Regions from separate parts of the Sus scrofa genome. Here all the other regions are linked to region 1. Evidence: chromatin contacts called from public Hi-C and HiChIP or PLAC-seq data. All regions are on one chromosome and are shown on one strand. The core of a region is the stretch at or near the end of the contact, and the rest is flanking DNA. Distances in the headings are between cores, read along the strand shown.

Region 1 (3,717 bases), core at 879-3,378:
GCAACACATGGGACAGAGTTAATTAAACTGGACTGAGAAACACCCCATCACAAAAGTGTCTCAGGTTACCAGTGATCATAACAAGGCAGGCAAATCATTTCTGCCATGAATTGACTATGGTGACTTATCTCTTAAACAACATCAACAGGAATATCATCCAGCCCCCAAACACTGGTAGGTTTAGAATGTTCTGCAGGAGTTTAGAACTTATGTCAACACAGGCCTTTCTCGACCAACCCAGTTGATTGAGTGGAGGAGCTACAGGCACTAAGAAAACTTACATCTTTTGAAAAAGCAATTTCCATTTTTCTTACTCAAGTAACTCTGGCTTCACAGTGACTCTCTCTAATGTGCCGTCGAAGAAACGGCAGGTTGAAAAATCTGAGGTCCACCACAAAATCCTTTTCTCTTGAACTCTCTCTAGTCTTTCTCTGTGCCTCTAACTAAATAGCTACTTGTAGTGTATGCACAGCAACAATATACAATCTCAATTCCCCCCCCACATCTGTTATCTTATTTAAGAGCAAGCAGATTTGCAGTCAGAATTGAGTTCCAATTGTGACTGTCTTAGTGAGTAAATGTGACTTTGAGTAAATCACTTAAGCCCTCTGGGTCTAAGTTTTCTCGTCTCTAAAATGGGATTCATAATAGAAATTACCATAAACTTAAATGAGCTAATATTTGCAAATTTCTTAGCACATGAAGTACATAATCAATAAATGGTAGATTTAATTAACATTCTTTAATAATTGCCTTAACCTCTGTAAGGCTACCAGAAATTGTAATTATCTCTGTTGGACAGATTAAGTAACTTATCCAGGGTTAAGCAACCAAAAGTTGTAGCTCTAGGGCTTCTGATGCCAGGCCCTGGGGCCCCCACCACTCCCCATCACCCCCAGTCAACCTTATAGATTTTTATAGAATGCGCTGCACTGTCCAGCACAAGAAGAGAATTTTCCTTGGTGAAGGTCAGTGCCACAGGATGGGAAAGGCCCTGGGTGATGATGGGCTTCAGGACTGGAAACTCCTCGGGTTTTCCTAAGCATAGGACAGCCTGACTAGAAGTATCAGCAACAATCACATTTCCCTGGTGATCAAAGGTCACAGCCGAGGCAGTTATTTCGGAGGAGAAAAAGAGGCTCAGCCCAAAGGCATCCACTTGGCCGATGAGCTGCATACTTGCACTGAACACCTTCACCGTGGTGCTGCAGGTTCCGGTTCCCCGAGCCCGGGGGTGCTCTAGGACCGCGATGGCCCCCGTGAGCCAGGACACGGCCACCCCCCTGGGTTGGTGCAGGTGAGCTTGCAACCGTTCAGTTTTCCGAAGGACTCCTTCCGGAAAGTCGATTTCCAGGAGGTGCAGGGCCCCTGCCTCTGCGTCAGTTACCAAGACCCCATTCTGAGGGGTGGTCTCCACACCCCAAGGCAAGGAGAACTGGCCTCCAATAACAAGCTTGATCTGGCCAAAAAAGTCAAACACTTTGATGGAGCGGTCGCCGGCGTCGGTGATAACCACATGGCAGTCGTTGGTGACAGTGACGTCAAGTGGGTACCTAATGTCCTGAGCAGCGTCCCCCTTCTCTCCAAATTGATGGACACATCCTCCCGCGGAGTCAAAGATCTTGACCCGCCTCTTGCCGTCGTGCACCACCACGACCCGTCCTGTCTTGGGACACAGCGCCAGTCCTGTGGGGTTGACCAAGGTCCCCCAGCCGCCGAAGGCGTAGTGGCAGGTGAGGGTCCCTGGGGAGGAGGGGGCGCCGCGGGAGGCCGCGGGCGCCGGCGAAGCGCGGAGCCCAGGAGCTCCAGGAGGTGCAGCACGGGCAGGCAGTCGCTGGTGTCGCAGCCCCGGCAGGCTCGCCGGCAGAAGGGGCACTCGAGGGCCAGCGTCCGCGGATGCGCCAGAGCAGCCACGCAGGCCAGGCAGACCACGTGGCCGCAGGGCAGGTTGCGCGGGCGCCGCTGCTGGCGGTGGCCAAACCGCTCAAAGCACACTTTGCACTCGAGCAGGCTGATCTCTGCCTCGCGCATCAGCTCCCGCAGAGCCAACCCGCTCCCGGAGGCCTCGGCACCCATTTGCCGTGCCCCGGGCGCCGCGCCGCCCAGCCGGCCAGCAGACGGAGCCGCACGCTGCCCCCGCGCCGCCCTGGGTCACGGTCACGGGTCACGGGGCGGAGCGCTGGACCTGACGTCCGCGGCGGCAGGCAGCTCGGCCGAGACCTGCTGCCCCCTGGTGGGCGCGCGCCGAACTGTATCCTGAAGGCCTGACGGTGGGTACTTATAGCCTGCATCCACAGCGTGTAGTCAAACCTGTAATTTTCAACAGCCATGGACGGATTCTCTTCACTTTACACTTGAGGGAACACACCTATTGAGGACAAGCGGGTTGCTCTTTATCATCCAGATTTTTCTAGTAAAAACTAGATTTTACCCTAGTTTCCCCCCTGCAGTTTCCCATTGGCGATGCTGTGTGCTGGGGCTGCCCAGGCAAGAAACCTGGTCTCAGGGTTCACGATGCTTATCCGACTGGGAATACACAGACGCACAAGGGAACTTAAAACTCAAGGGGATGAGGCAGGGACACATACTTCTTTGAGGTCTTCTATTACTCTTCTAGTAAAGTAGATGCTTAACGCACACTTGTAAAATGAATTTATGTACTAAGGAAGGAATATTATAAGACAATACCTGAAATCTACTAGGTGAATTTGTGTCTGAGGCTGGAACCAGGTTGGGCATATCCTCTAGAAAAATTGATATAAAATAAGAAAGCTGTTAATCATAATTACTATCAAATTTATTCCATGCCTTGCCCTCTTTTAAGTGGTTTCCACAGGTTATGACAATCCTACAAGGTATTTTCATCACCCCTTTTCTACCGTAGTTTGTAGAGGTTGAGTTTCTTGCCCAGGGTCACATGGCTAGAAAGTGGCCAGGCTAGGATTTGAAGCCAGACAGTTTACCTCGAATAGCCCAAGCACTATTGAAAAGAAAGAAAAAGGAACTGGGGGAATCAGGCTCGCTGACCTCAGACTCTACTACAAAGCTACAGTCCTCAAAACAGTATGGTACTGACACAAAACCAGAAATATAGATCAAAGGAACACGGCAGAAGGCCCAGAAATAAACCCAAGAAGCTCTGGTCAACTAATCTATGACAAAGGAGGCAAGAACATACACTGGAGGAAAGATAGTCTCTTCAATAAACCACGCTGGGAAAACTGGACAACCACATGTAAGAGAATGAAATTAGAACACTTTCTTTTCTTTTTTTTTTTGTCTTGTTTTTTTTTAGCTATTTCTTGGGCCGCTCCCACGGCATATGGAGGCTAGGGGTCAAATTGGAGCTGTAGCCACCGGCCTACGCCAGAGCCACAGCAACTCGGGATCCGAGCCGCGTCTGCGACCTACACCATAGCTCATGGCAACGCCGGATCGTTAACCCACTGAGCAAGGGCAGGGACCGAACCCGCAACCTCATGGTTCCTAGTCGGATTCGTTAACCACTGTGCCACGACAGGAACTCCTAGAACACTTTCTAACACCACATACACAAAAAATAAGCTCAAAATGGATTGAAGCCAGACCATTTAACTGCAGAGTCCACACTCTTAACTATTCCAGTCATTTTCAAACTTGGTTGCACATGGTAAACACCTAGATCTCATTCCCCTCAAACTAATTTGTCCAGGGCATGGTATGGGTAGCTGGGGTTTT
Region 2 (3,717 bases), core at 646-3,145, 440 kb before region 1:
AACACCTCATCCTTAACTGACTGAGCAAGGCCAGGGATTGGACCAGCATCCTCGTGGTTAGTAGTTGGGTTTGTTTCCACTGAGCCACAACAGGAACTCCCTGTCGACACTTCTTATATAGAACCTCTGAATTTGTTGGTTACAAAAGGCAATGACTTTTTTTTTTTTTTTTTTTTTTTTTTTTGCTTAAGCCCATTAGAATTAAGTTTCTCACTGAAACACTCTTACTTTCTCAAAAGCAAGTCAGAGAAAGTTCCAGGAATCGCCTGTTTTTCTCTACTTTATTATCTATAAACTTCTGAACATTTTATGCAAGTCAGTAAATTCATTTACTTTTTCTCCCTTGAGTCAGTTACAATTGGGTTTCTGACAACTGCCACCAAGAATCTTAATATAAAGGTCTACTATGTGAGTGATAGTATACCAGGTGCTACCTCTTCAGTGGTATTCAACACACAGTCTGTGTCTCCAATAACCACAATATTTCACAATCATTCTATGTCATCTTCACTTCTTTATTCCTGCTTCTCCTGCCTTCCCAATCCAAACTTGGAATGCAAGTTTTATTGTTACAACTTCCTCACAGTTGATTTGTAAAACCACATTTGGAAGGATAACCTTTCTATCTATATGGGCTTTCTCATGTTTTGGATTCATATTGCACTGGTATTATCTTAAGTAGGTCTTCAAGTGTTTCATGAAAATGTCCCTTTAAACCAAACCCCTATATTAGCTTCCTAAGGGCTAAGGTTAAGCTTTTTTGTTTACTTCACCCACGGCATAGGGAAGTTCCAGGGCCAGGGACTGAATCCAAGCCACAGCTACGGCATCACGGGATCCTTAACCCACTGTGCCAGGCAGGGGACTGAATCTGCACTTCCCCAGTGATTCAAGCCACTGCATTCGGAATCCTTAACTCCTAAGACTTTTACTTTTATCTCCTAGAGCAAAGTCAATAATGATTCTGGGAATCCCTCTTAACAAATAGACCTACAGTATAGACCCACAGTACTAAGCCCCTGTAGATCTTTTGTATGGAACTGGGGATACAAAGACATATTTCTATCACTTAACCAACTTAAGGACATAGGAAAGTATATTAAAATATAAATACATAAGGTACCATATATAATTCAGAAGAAGAGGAAACCATGCCTGATCTGTGGTAGTGGGAGCAGATTCCAAAGCCCTGAGATATGGATAGGGCCCTGCCTTAACAGAAAATAAAGGAAAAGGCAGGTGCCAGAGGGCGAGACCGTGGGTCTGAGGAAAGGCACGGTTTTGCTGGCGTATCAGGCTTGTGTGTGCAGCACTGGAAAGTAGGATTTTAGGAACAGAAGTTAGCTCCAGAATCAAGACAGAGTCTAGCTCTTAAAGTAGCATAATCTCTTTCTTATTACAATGAAGATCGCTGCAGCTGAGTCGTACTATCCTGATACGTCTGTTTAGTTTGGTTATTAGTTTCTAATTCTCTTAGAGGATTGTCTCGTATCACCTTGCTGAGTACAAATGGGTGAGAACTACCTAATGGAATGAATGCAGACAGAAATACGCAACAAGCCCCGTGTCTAGTGATCAAGACAATCGCGTCTCCGTAATAGAAAGGGGGGCACACACCCTTGGGACTTCTCATAAATCCCCCTTTCTCCATCAGCTGTTTCTCCCGGGACAGCCCCAGTCCTCAGCCGGTGGGAATATCAAGAGAAGCCTCCGGCCTTAATTAAAAACGCAAGAGGTGTACGGGGCGTGGGTGTTGGCGGTGACAGTCTGGACCTACAACTAGTAAGCGCAGGACGCCCAATTCCAGTGTCAGCCTCCGAAGCCAGCTCGGGAACACGAAGGCCCACTTCCCTGCCCCGCCTCCTTGCCCCGCCCCGCGCCGGCGACGCGGAAGGGGGGGTTTCCGCTTCCGGTGGTGGATTGTTGACGCTCGCGGCTGCTGCGGTGGCTACGGGGCCGTTGGGGAGGGGCAAGCGGGGCAGGAGACGGCGCAGTGACAGGACCGCTGAGGGTGCTGCTGAGGCGACGATGGCAGAGGGGCCGGAGGAAGCTCGAGGCCGCCCTCCTGGGCAGGACGACGGCGGAGGGGACCACGAGCCCGTCCCTGCCCTGAGAGGCCTTCCTGCTGCCGCCGCCCCACGCCCCCGAGACGGGCCGCAGGCCGAACCCCAGGCCCCGGGCCGGCCCCCAGCCTCGGGCCTCGCGGCCGCCGCCAAGACCTCGGAGCCGGCGCGCGAGCCCGGGAATCGCGGGGAGGCGGGCTCGGGCTCCGGCTCGGGAATGCAGGCGCCGGCAGGCTGCGAGGCACCCGAGGCCGGGGCGCCGCGGGAGAGGCCGGCGCGGCTGAGCGCCCGCGAGTACTCCCGGCAGGTGCACGAGTGGCTGTGGCAGTCTTATTGCGGCTACCTCACCTGGCACAGCGGCCTGGCCGCCTTCCCCGCCTACTGCAGCCCCCAGCCGCCCGCGCCGAACTACAGCTCGGGCGCCGCCGCCGCTGCCGCCGCCGCCCCTCAGACCGCCGCGCCGCCGCCCCTCCAGCTGGGCTACTACAACCCCTTCTACTTCCTGAGCGCCGCGGCGGCCCGGCCTGAGCCGGGGGCAGCCGCCGGCGTTGCCACTCCCGCCCCGGTCGGTGGCCCGGGAGGCCGCGCCCCTCACGTGCAGCCTTCGGCCCGGGCAGCCCCAGTGGCCAGGGTAGCATCCGCCGCCGCTTCGCGAGCCCCGAGCGAGACTGGGCGGCAGGCAGGTGAGAAGGCTCTTCAGGGAAGGACCTGGGGGTAGAGCCGGCGCGGTTGTTTCTCGTCCGTCAGCTGGGGTTGGCCCAGGCCTTCTGTTCCCCAAGTGTACAGCCAGGTTCTAGTTTGCTTTTTCTTTAGACCTGGCGGTCTCAGTTGACTCCTGGGACTAATCGTTCACACGTGTAAAGACCATTCTCTTACTTTGATCTCCATGCTCTGGAGTGAGGTCCAAAGCTTAGTTCTCGGATGGCAAAGTTCACCATGGAGGGAGGAGGAGTTTTGACTGGTAATGCTGGAAATAACCCAGACATGGCTTTATTATATATATTACCCAGCATATGATAACATAGGTGAAATATATATAATTAATAGCGCTTGTGTGTATTAGGGACAACGGAACTGATGGATAATAAGATTTACACGAATCCAAATGGAGTTACAACCTTTGGGCCTTGGCTTAATCTTGTAGATTGTTTACTTCTGTTTGGGAATTAGAATACTTTTAATTATTTACACTTTTTAGTTTATTATTTAGACTTTTTATTTTAATTCAACCACAGATAATATGGGACAGACCTAGTTGCTGGAATTTGCAAGCTCCCTGGGAATCATTGGGTTTGTTACATAGAAAGCAAGACAAACTAAATGAATAAGGGTGAGATGAGGAGCACAGGGATTTACTTTGTACTAATTGTCTAAACTTAACCTTGATATTTTGCTAACAGATATTTAATTTTGTGTCATAGTCTTGCAACCACCTGGATTCTGCCCATTTGAATCCCTAGTGAAATGTATTGAGTACCTTCAGTAGTGAAATTTATCTGTGAAGTCATTTTGAAACAGTAAGGGGGTAAAAACAATTTTAAACTGCTCAGTTAAGTAGTGAAGTGGTGTTGCTGTATTATTAAAATAATAACATGCCTTATTGGAGTCAATTTCAACAAATGTTGCAAAAGTTATAATTTTTTTTTTTTTAATC
Region 3 (3,717 bases), core at 484-2,983, 350 kb before region 1:
TTAAGACATATACTTCCCACCGAGAAATTTTAAAGGGCCTTTTATTAGAATATTTAACATTTTCCTACTCAATTCCCATAACAAACAATTAACAGCTAAAAAGCAGAATTTTCTCAGACTCTAACATCTCAGTTACAATTAGACTAAACCCCTGTTCATAATTTCGAGCGCCCACGAGTACACAAGGTGACTAAATTATAAGACCACCAATATTCCTAGACTATTAAAAAGTACCTGAACTTCCTAAAGTACGTCCCATAATATTAAAATATTTTGTGCATGAGATGAGAACTGGAGTTCCGGTCAACTGTGCGCAATGGCCAATTCTAGCCTCCAAAATAAAAAGGGGAGGGGTGGACATAGTGGGGAGGGAAGAGTCTTGCGACGGAAAAAAGACGTAAGTGCGGAGAGGGACTTTCAAAATGCCCCGGTGCCACTAACTATAACCCGGTTAAGAAAACAAAAATCTAAGTCAACGCTCTCAGATCGGGAGGCACCCGGGAAGGGGAGATGGAGAATTAACTAATAGGTTGAGAGTAACTTCTTCCACTTGCCGTTTAACAGCGCCCCCCACCACCACCAACCCCCGGGGGCCCCAGAGGCCGATACCCCAGGGCAGCCCCCTCCCCACTCACGCTGAAACGCGGGAGACTAGAAAATATCAAACGTAGGGGCCTCCAGCCACATCTTTTCCTTTCTCCCATCCAGAAGACGTGGGTAACACCCTCACACCCCCAATCCCCGCCAAAAACGAAAGAATCCTAGGCCCGTCGTGGCCTAGGATTTCTGTTCCCGCCCTGCGCCGGTCGGGGGAAAGCCCCAGGCTAAGAGGGCTGGGGAGAGGCGGCCCGAACCACACGTGTGCGCCGCAAGATTGGCCTGTCTCAGCCCACTTCCCGTCGCCACCCCAGCGGCCCGAGCTCCCGCCGCCCTGCTCGGGCCTTCGCTCAGGCCCTCCCGTCCGCTCCACGTGGGGCCCCGGACCCCTCACGCCCGTTCCCTCCCCACCCCAGTGCCCGACCCGCTAGGCCCCGAGGCGCCGGGGTCCCGTACCTGGTGCTGTTGTCGCCCCTGCTGGTAAGGCTTAATTGGCCCCTGGTGGCAACGCCGCGTCCGGATCTTGCCGCCACCGCCCCCTCCTAAGCCTCCGGCTCCCGAGGCCATGGCGGAGCCTCCGCGGCTTCCCCCTGAGGAGCGGGTTAGGGGGCGGGAGAGGCAGAGGCGGCCTTGAGGCCCCCCCGCCCGGCCCCAGCCCAAAAGTCCGTCCGCGCTGCCCACACAGTGGGTCACAGGCACACCAGGAACCGCGGGTCTGCGAGCAGGAGCCGAGAGAGAATGCGCGCTGGCGGCAGCGAAGGGGGTGGCGGCGACACAGGCCGAGGACCTGGCTCCCGTCCGGCAGCCTCCCGCGGACCCCCGCCTCTGTGTATGTCACCGTCTCTATGGAGATTCTCCGCGAGGACAACACAAGAGGTTCCAAGCGCTGCTTAGGCCTAACGCGACCGCCGGCTGACGGGGATTCTTCTTCCGTCGCCCTAGCCGTAGCTGCCGCAGTTGAAGCCGCCGGCGCCGCCCGCCTACCCCTCCCCTTTGCGCACAGCGCCCGCCCCGCCGTCGTCGTCGTCGTCCCTGCAATCGCCGCTGTTGCGTCTATTACCGCTACTAAGGCCGCCGCTGCGGTCGCGAGCCAGGACGCCGTCACTAGTCAGCGCGCGACGAGTTTGCATCATCACGATGTGACCAGGTGATAGGCGGGGAGGTGGGAAGGGCTAGTCGAGCCCGCGCTCTCAGCCGCGCGGGCCGCTGGGAAACGTAGTTCAACGGAAGGAGGCGCGTGCTCAGAACGGAGGACGCGGAAGGAGAGCGGCGGTTCCCTGCAGAGGCACAAAGCCAGGGGTTCCGTTCCTTTTAACTGCTCTTGATTCTAAACTTTGAAAGAGGCATTTAACACAAACGGTAACCTCCTTCCCACTTTCCTTCTCTGGAATGGTAAAGCGGGAAGAAAGTAAGCACATAGTAAAATCACAGAGAGAAGCTAACAATATCTTATAAAAAGAAAAAAACTGGTTGAAAAGACAGTGTCTATGATCTTTAAGCCTAAAACAGAATTAGCAAATATATACAGTTTCATTAATGTCCGTTACAATAAGGGCTTTGTTGTCAAACACACAAGTGCTGTCTGGCTCCACCACTTAAGTTTGACCTTGAAGTCAAAACCTTCCGCCCCTATAAAATGGGAACTTTAAAATCCAGCTTATACAGCTGTTGCGATCATCTACGTGGAGCACTTAGTGTATTTCCTGGCATGCAAGAGATGCAATAAATGGTTACGGTGATCACCTACAGCAGTCAAGCTCACGTTAGAGGTAAGCCGTATATTACCAGTAATAAAAGTATACATATATTTGCTCCAAATAGAAGGCATTATATTTAGCAAAGTGAAAAGTGAGTTAGGCTCAAAGACTTAATCCACAAAGTATAGCGATTTTTAAAAGTTGACCGTTAGAAAGATCTGGGTGATCACGTGCGCCAGCCCTCATTCAACGGACAAGACGGGGTTCCGGAGAATTTAGTCGACATATTGGAGGACACTGAACTGGGCAGTCAAAGCCAGGACTATAACCCAACTTTTCTGTAGGAGTTGAAACAAGTAACCAAGTGATTAGAAAGAAAATCTACTTCTGTGAAAACACATGGGCTTAATGTTCCATTTGAGACAATTGATTTTAAAGCTTATAAATAGCTTTGGATTCAAATAAACTTAATTTTAAATCTATCACTTACTAGCTGTGTAGCCTTGGGTAAGTTACTGATCCTCTTTCTACGCTTCAGTTTCCTCATCTGCAAATAGAATGAATATTAACCTCAACAAGTTGGTGGTTCTGGTGAAAGGATTAATATACATAATTCATAATAACTGCTTAGACAGAAAGCATCTAATATCATCCAGTTATCTGATACAAATAATTAACCTCAAGACTTTTATACCATCTCTACCACCAAATTGCATGATTCCAATCGCTATATAAATCATATAAGTCAAAAGGTGAAGCCAAACTTAAGCAGTACCTTAGAATTTGCAGCATCTTCCAGCATAGGCTGACAGAACAAATGGCATCTCTGACCTTATCACCACCAAGACTATAAAAAGTTCCCAAATATGATGGACAAAATTAATCTACTTCCTTTTGTGCTTCCATTTTATACCTTCATGCCCCAACTCCACCACTAACTTCTCACTAGACTCTCCAGGTACACAAGCTCTTTCCCCAGAGGCACCTCATCCTTTAATACAATTGTTTGTCTTTCGCAATTCTTAGCTAGGTATGTGACAAGCAAAGTAGTCATTCCTAAAAAGCTTTAATACCCAGGAAAGATCTGTACCTGAATCTTTACTTGCATGACGTAAATAGAAGATTGAACTGTAGCCGCATCCCATTTGCCCCTTTCACCCTACTAAACTCAGAATCCAGCACAGGAGTGTGAATGGGGACTCAAAAATCATTCCTTTCTTGGAGGCTGTTCTTTGGTGTTTGGGACAGCATTCATAGCGCTGCTCTGAAAGGAAAGGACATGCAATAGAGCTGGGCCATGTAGTTCCCGTTGTGGCTCAGCCGATTATGAGCCCAAATAGTATCCATGAGGATGTGGGTTCTATCCCTGGCCTTACTCAGCGGATTAAGGATCTGGCATTCCTGTGAGCTGTGATGTAGTTTG
Region 4 (3,717 bases), core at 785-3,284, 260 kb before region 1:
GTCGGGGGCATAGGTCAGCTGAACAGTGAAGAGCACAAAGCCCAGACCTAGGAGCTGAAGCAATAACTGGGGGAACGTTCCCTCACTAGACATATTCGACTAATACCTAATGAAGCAATAACAGAATGGTAACTACTATGGCAACACGAGATCTGGGCAAAGATGATCAAGGGACACCAAAAACCCTCAAAAGCAGTTGCACTCCTGAGGGAGATGGACAGCAATGCCTATGGGATATTCCTGACCATATTTGAGCTGAACCTGATCAAACTTTTATATCTAAATACCAACTTCAGAAGCACAGAGGGAAGAGGCTAAATGATACCCCGGGATGCAAGGGGCAAAATGTTAGGTGTCTTCAGCAAATGAAATGCAAGAAAACAAGGCAGGGGGTGGGTGTGTGGAGGAGAGAGGGGGCCTCATGGGCTAAAAGAAACCTAAGAGACATAACAATCAATGACGATGGTCGAATCTTCCCTGGATCTTGATTTCAAGAATGAGCTGAAAAAGATCCTTTATAAGACAATGGGGGGGAGTTCCCAATGTGGCACAGTGGGTTAGATAATCCAGCATTACAGATATGGCTCAGAGTCAACCCCTGGCCTGGGAACTTCCATATATGCCTGAGTGTGGCCATTAAAATAAAATAAAATAATATAAATGACAATAAAATATAAATCTATCAAAACATTATGCTGTATACCTGAAACTAATATAATACTGTAAGTCAATTATCCTTTAATAAAAATAAGCAAATAATTAGGGGTATGGAAAACAACTGTAATAGTCTCAATTACACAGTATATGTCACACCATAAATGATGTTCACCGGTCTCTGGGTTTGTGCTGGTCTGTGCATCTTGGACTTGTCTGAAACAAATTTTGAAGAAGCAACTGTGGAATAGACATGGGAGGTGGTCTTTCAATAGTGCGGTTTCCCTCACATTGCAACTTTCTACAGCTCATGGGCCATGCAGGGGCTGTGAAGTCAGGAGCCTAAATGAGTTATGTAGGATTTTCTGCTTATTAGAAGATCTCATCAACTGATCCTTTGACACAGCTAAAGCTCTGTCTTTGTGGCTTTTTTTAGTGGGAGAGGAAAAGTCCTCCAGATTTTTTAGCATGGACAATTTTAGTCTTCTTATAAATGTTTCCTTCACTTAAAGACATTTACTAGCCTTTAAGGGCAAAACAAAACATTATGGGGATAACTAATTAGTTAATTAACTGAAATTTAATTTGCTAAAAGACTGTCAGGTGAAGTTTGATGGAGAAAAATAAAGAGTATTACTTTGAGTTTTAATTTTTTTGTAAATTGCTTTTATCATATAGTCTCAGCTGGTTCCTTATCTTTAGGGAACTCTCAAGCTCAAAGTTATGGAACAAGGAGCATTCACATATGAAAAATGTTACCACATTTTACCTTTGTGGTAGAATTCAAATCTGGTGACTAAGATATATATATTTTTTTCTTCTTCTTTCTTTTCCTTTTCTTTTTTTTTTTAGGGCCACACCTGTGGCATATGGAAGTTCCTGGGCTAGGGGTCAAATTGGAGCTGCGGGCGGCAGGCCTACACCACTGCCACAGCAATGCCAGATCCAAGCCACATCTGCGACCTAGGCCACAGCTTGTGGCAATGCTGGATCCTTAATCCTCTAAGTGATGCCAAGAATCAAACCCGAATCCTCATGGATACTGTGTCAGTTCTTAACCCACTGAGCCACAACGGGAACTCCTAAAATTTTATTAATTAAAAGTACTCTGGAATATCATCTAAAATGTTTTTAATATGCCATACACAAACATAGGAAAACTTTGGTGTGTATATTTTACACTAACACGCTCCTATCCAAATGACTCGCAACATTGTGACTCAAGTTTTGAAAGTCTGTTTCCCATCTATTTGGAATTATATTCTGATTTATTCATCTGCCGAAAATGGAAAATGAGATCAGAATATGCATGCACATATTTGTCCCTTGTGAAAATTACTGAAAAGAAACCTTAACTAAAATTGAGGTCAAGAAGCCTCAAGAGGAAACTCACATCCTGCCATTACTTACCTCAAATGAAAGACGTCAGCTAATGACCCCAACAGGAAGAAACCTACCTTGTACCCCCAAAACAGGGGGGGTAAAGTACAACTATTCTGCTACCCCAGCAGGAAGAAGACAGGCCTCCTTCCTGCCTAGCAACAAGCCCAGCCAATAAAAACGCCACGGCTCAGTCAAGGAGAGGTGTCACTTGAACTTTTACTTTCCTCCAATGAACGTCCTTGCTAATGATTTCCTTTCCCTGACCCACCCTTCTTATTATGTAACTCTTCCAGGTTGTGTAACCCCTCAGAGGATCGTTCTGTCTGAGATGGTGCCTAATTCACGAACCATTTCATACAGCAATTCCATCTTCAAATTTACTCAAATTTGGAGGGTTTTGTTTGTTTTTTGGCTGTACCCGTGGCACGTGGAAATTCCTGGGCTAGGGATCGAACCTGTGCCACAGTTACAGTTTTGTGCCATGGTTGCAGCAATACTGGATCCTTAACCTGCTGTGCCACAAGGGAACTTCCTTGAATTTTGTTTTTTTAACACTATAAATATATACACATTTTTGTCAAAAGGATGATAGAAGATTTTTTTTTCCAATTGTATAGAATACTTATCTCTTCTACCTAAAAAAAAAAAAAAAAAAAAAAAAAATCAGTAGTCAGTTTTTAAGGAAAATATTTTCCCTTTGCTTATTAAAGTGTCTGAAAAACCCTCCAGAAATTCTAGGAATTGCAGTATGATCAACAGTAGAAATGTGTTACTCAGTGTCCTTTATTATTTTAAACTCTGAATTATAATTTTAAAAATACAATTCTTGGGATTTCCCTTGTGTCACAGTAGGTTAAGGATCTGGCATTATCACTGCAGCAGCTCAGGGTGGTGACATGGCATGGGTTTGATCCCTGGCCTGGGAACATCCACAAGCCATGGGTGTGGCCAAAAAAAAAAAAAAAAAAATTCAGGTTCTCATTCTCCCTAGCTACATATTAATTTTCAACAGCATCATCTCAATAGTGGCTACCAAATGGTCTTAGCAGATTCATAAACTTTTCTATAAAAAAGTTCAGTAGTGCAGTGTTATTCTAGAATAAAACTAAAACCAGTTCCAGAGGAAATTAGAGAAAAATAGAAGCTTCACCTCTCTTACATATCAATTACTATGTAGGTGGTTACACACACACCCCCACACACACACACAGCCCTGAACACACATATACACACATCACTCTGCCATTTGAGTATGCTCTTATTACAATAAAAAAAAAAAAAAAGTTATGGAAACTGCCTGGTTGGGTAGTCAAGCCAAGAAATTAGCATAAAAAGTAATTTCTGTTTGGACGCATGCCTAGGGCACTTGAAAGAAACAAATATAAAATCTCTCTGAAGGAATTTATATAGCCGCACCCAGGCCACCAGGACTTCCACAGATAAACTGCTGAAGATAAATAAGCACATCTAAAATATCATGACTGCTTTAGGAAGCAAAGTTATCAGCAGATACAACAAGCAGTTGGAATGAAGGGAATCTTCAAATTTGGAGAATAGGGTTTCCAAATAAGGGCAATAAAGTAAGTAAAAATAAAATTATTAAAGCACACTATGGAGTGAAAAACAAGACTCCACCAATAGAGACCAGGCTTATCTGAAAAAGGACTTCCTAAACTTCTG

What was found. Hi-C and Micro-C count contacts between places; a contact is called where the count stands out from the background. HiChIP or PLAC-seq counts read pairs in DNA pulled down with a chosen protein or histone mark.
Region 2: a contact with region 1 is called in an H3K27ac HiChIP or PLAC-seq map of alveolar macrophages. The contact joins the promoter of FAM8A1 here to the promoter of NHLRC1 in region 1. A contact is called at or near these places in 4 of 5 promoter capture datasets (fetal liver, fetal skeletal muscle and liver), 20 of 47 Hi-C or Micro-C datasets (adipocytes, alveolar macrophages, blood and 13 more) and 2 of 2 datasets of contacts at active chromatin or transcription factors (alveolar macrophages and skeletal muscle).
Region 3: a contact with region 1 is called in a Hi-C map of embryonic fibroblasts, with 5 times the contacts expected there. The contact joins the promoter of NUP153 here to the promoter of NHLRC1 in region 1. A contact is called at or near these places in 3 of 5 promoter capture datasets (fetal liver, fetal skeletal muscle and liver), 16 of 47 Hi-C or Micro-C datasets (alveolar macrophages, embryonic fibroblasts, epiblast stem cells and 10 more) and 2 of 2 datasets of contacts at active chromatin or transcription factors (alveolar macrophages and skeletal muscle).
Region 4: a Hi-C map of subcutaneous adipose tissue shows a contact between it and region 1, with 2.2 times the contacts expected there. The contact joins the enhancer-like site here to the promoter of NHLRC1 in region 1. A contact is called at or near these places in 3 of 5 promoter capture datasets (fetal liver, fetal skeletal muscle and liver), 17 of 47 Hi-C or Micro-C datasets (brain, embryonic fibroblasts, epiblast stem cells and 10 more) and 2 of 2 datasets of contacts at active chromatin or transcription factors (alveolar macrophages and skeletal muscle).

The regions. Positions count from the first base shown.
Region 1 is chr7:13,815,516-13,819,232 of Sscrofa11.1, forward strand. NHLRC1 (NHL repeat containing E3 ubiquitin protein ligase 1) reads right to left here and starts at 2,129. Exons shown (of 2, transcript NM_001258302.1): 1 at 1,784-2,129; 2 at 728-1,781. The coding sequence starts at 2,076. The coding sequence ends at 890.
Region 2 is chr7:13,376,234-13,379,950 of Sscrofa11.1, forward strand. FAM8A1 (protein FAM8A1) reads left to right here and starts at 1,896. Exons shown (of 4, transcript XM_021100215.1): 1 at 1,896-2,746. The coding sequence starts at 2,029.
Region 3 is chr7:13,464,844-13,468,560 of Sscrofa11.1, forward strand. NUP153 (nuclear pore complex protein Nup153) reads right to left here and starts at 1,734. Exons shown (of 22, transcript XM_001926651.6): 1 at 1,054-1,734. The coding sequence starts at 1,164.
Region 4 is chr7:13,554,992-13,558,708 of Sscrofa11.1, forward strand. All of the region lies in intron 14 of KIF13A (kinesin-like protein KIF13A), which reads right to left. Among named protein-coding and RNA genes, the nearest start is that of NUP153, 90 kb to the left of the region's middle. Within about 2 kb of position 2,035, at least 8 of the 83 cell types and tissues checked have an H3K27ac peak or open chromatin away from gene starts, as enhancers often do. A contact at or near this core is called in retroperitoneal adipose tissue and subcutaneous adipose tissue, where this site is marked.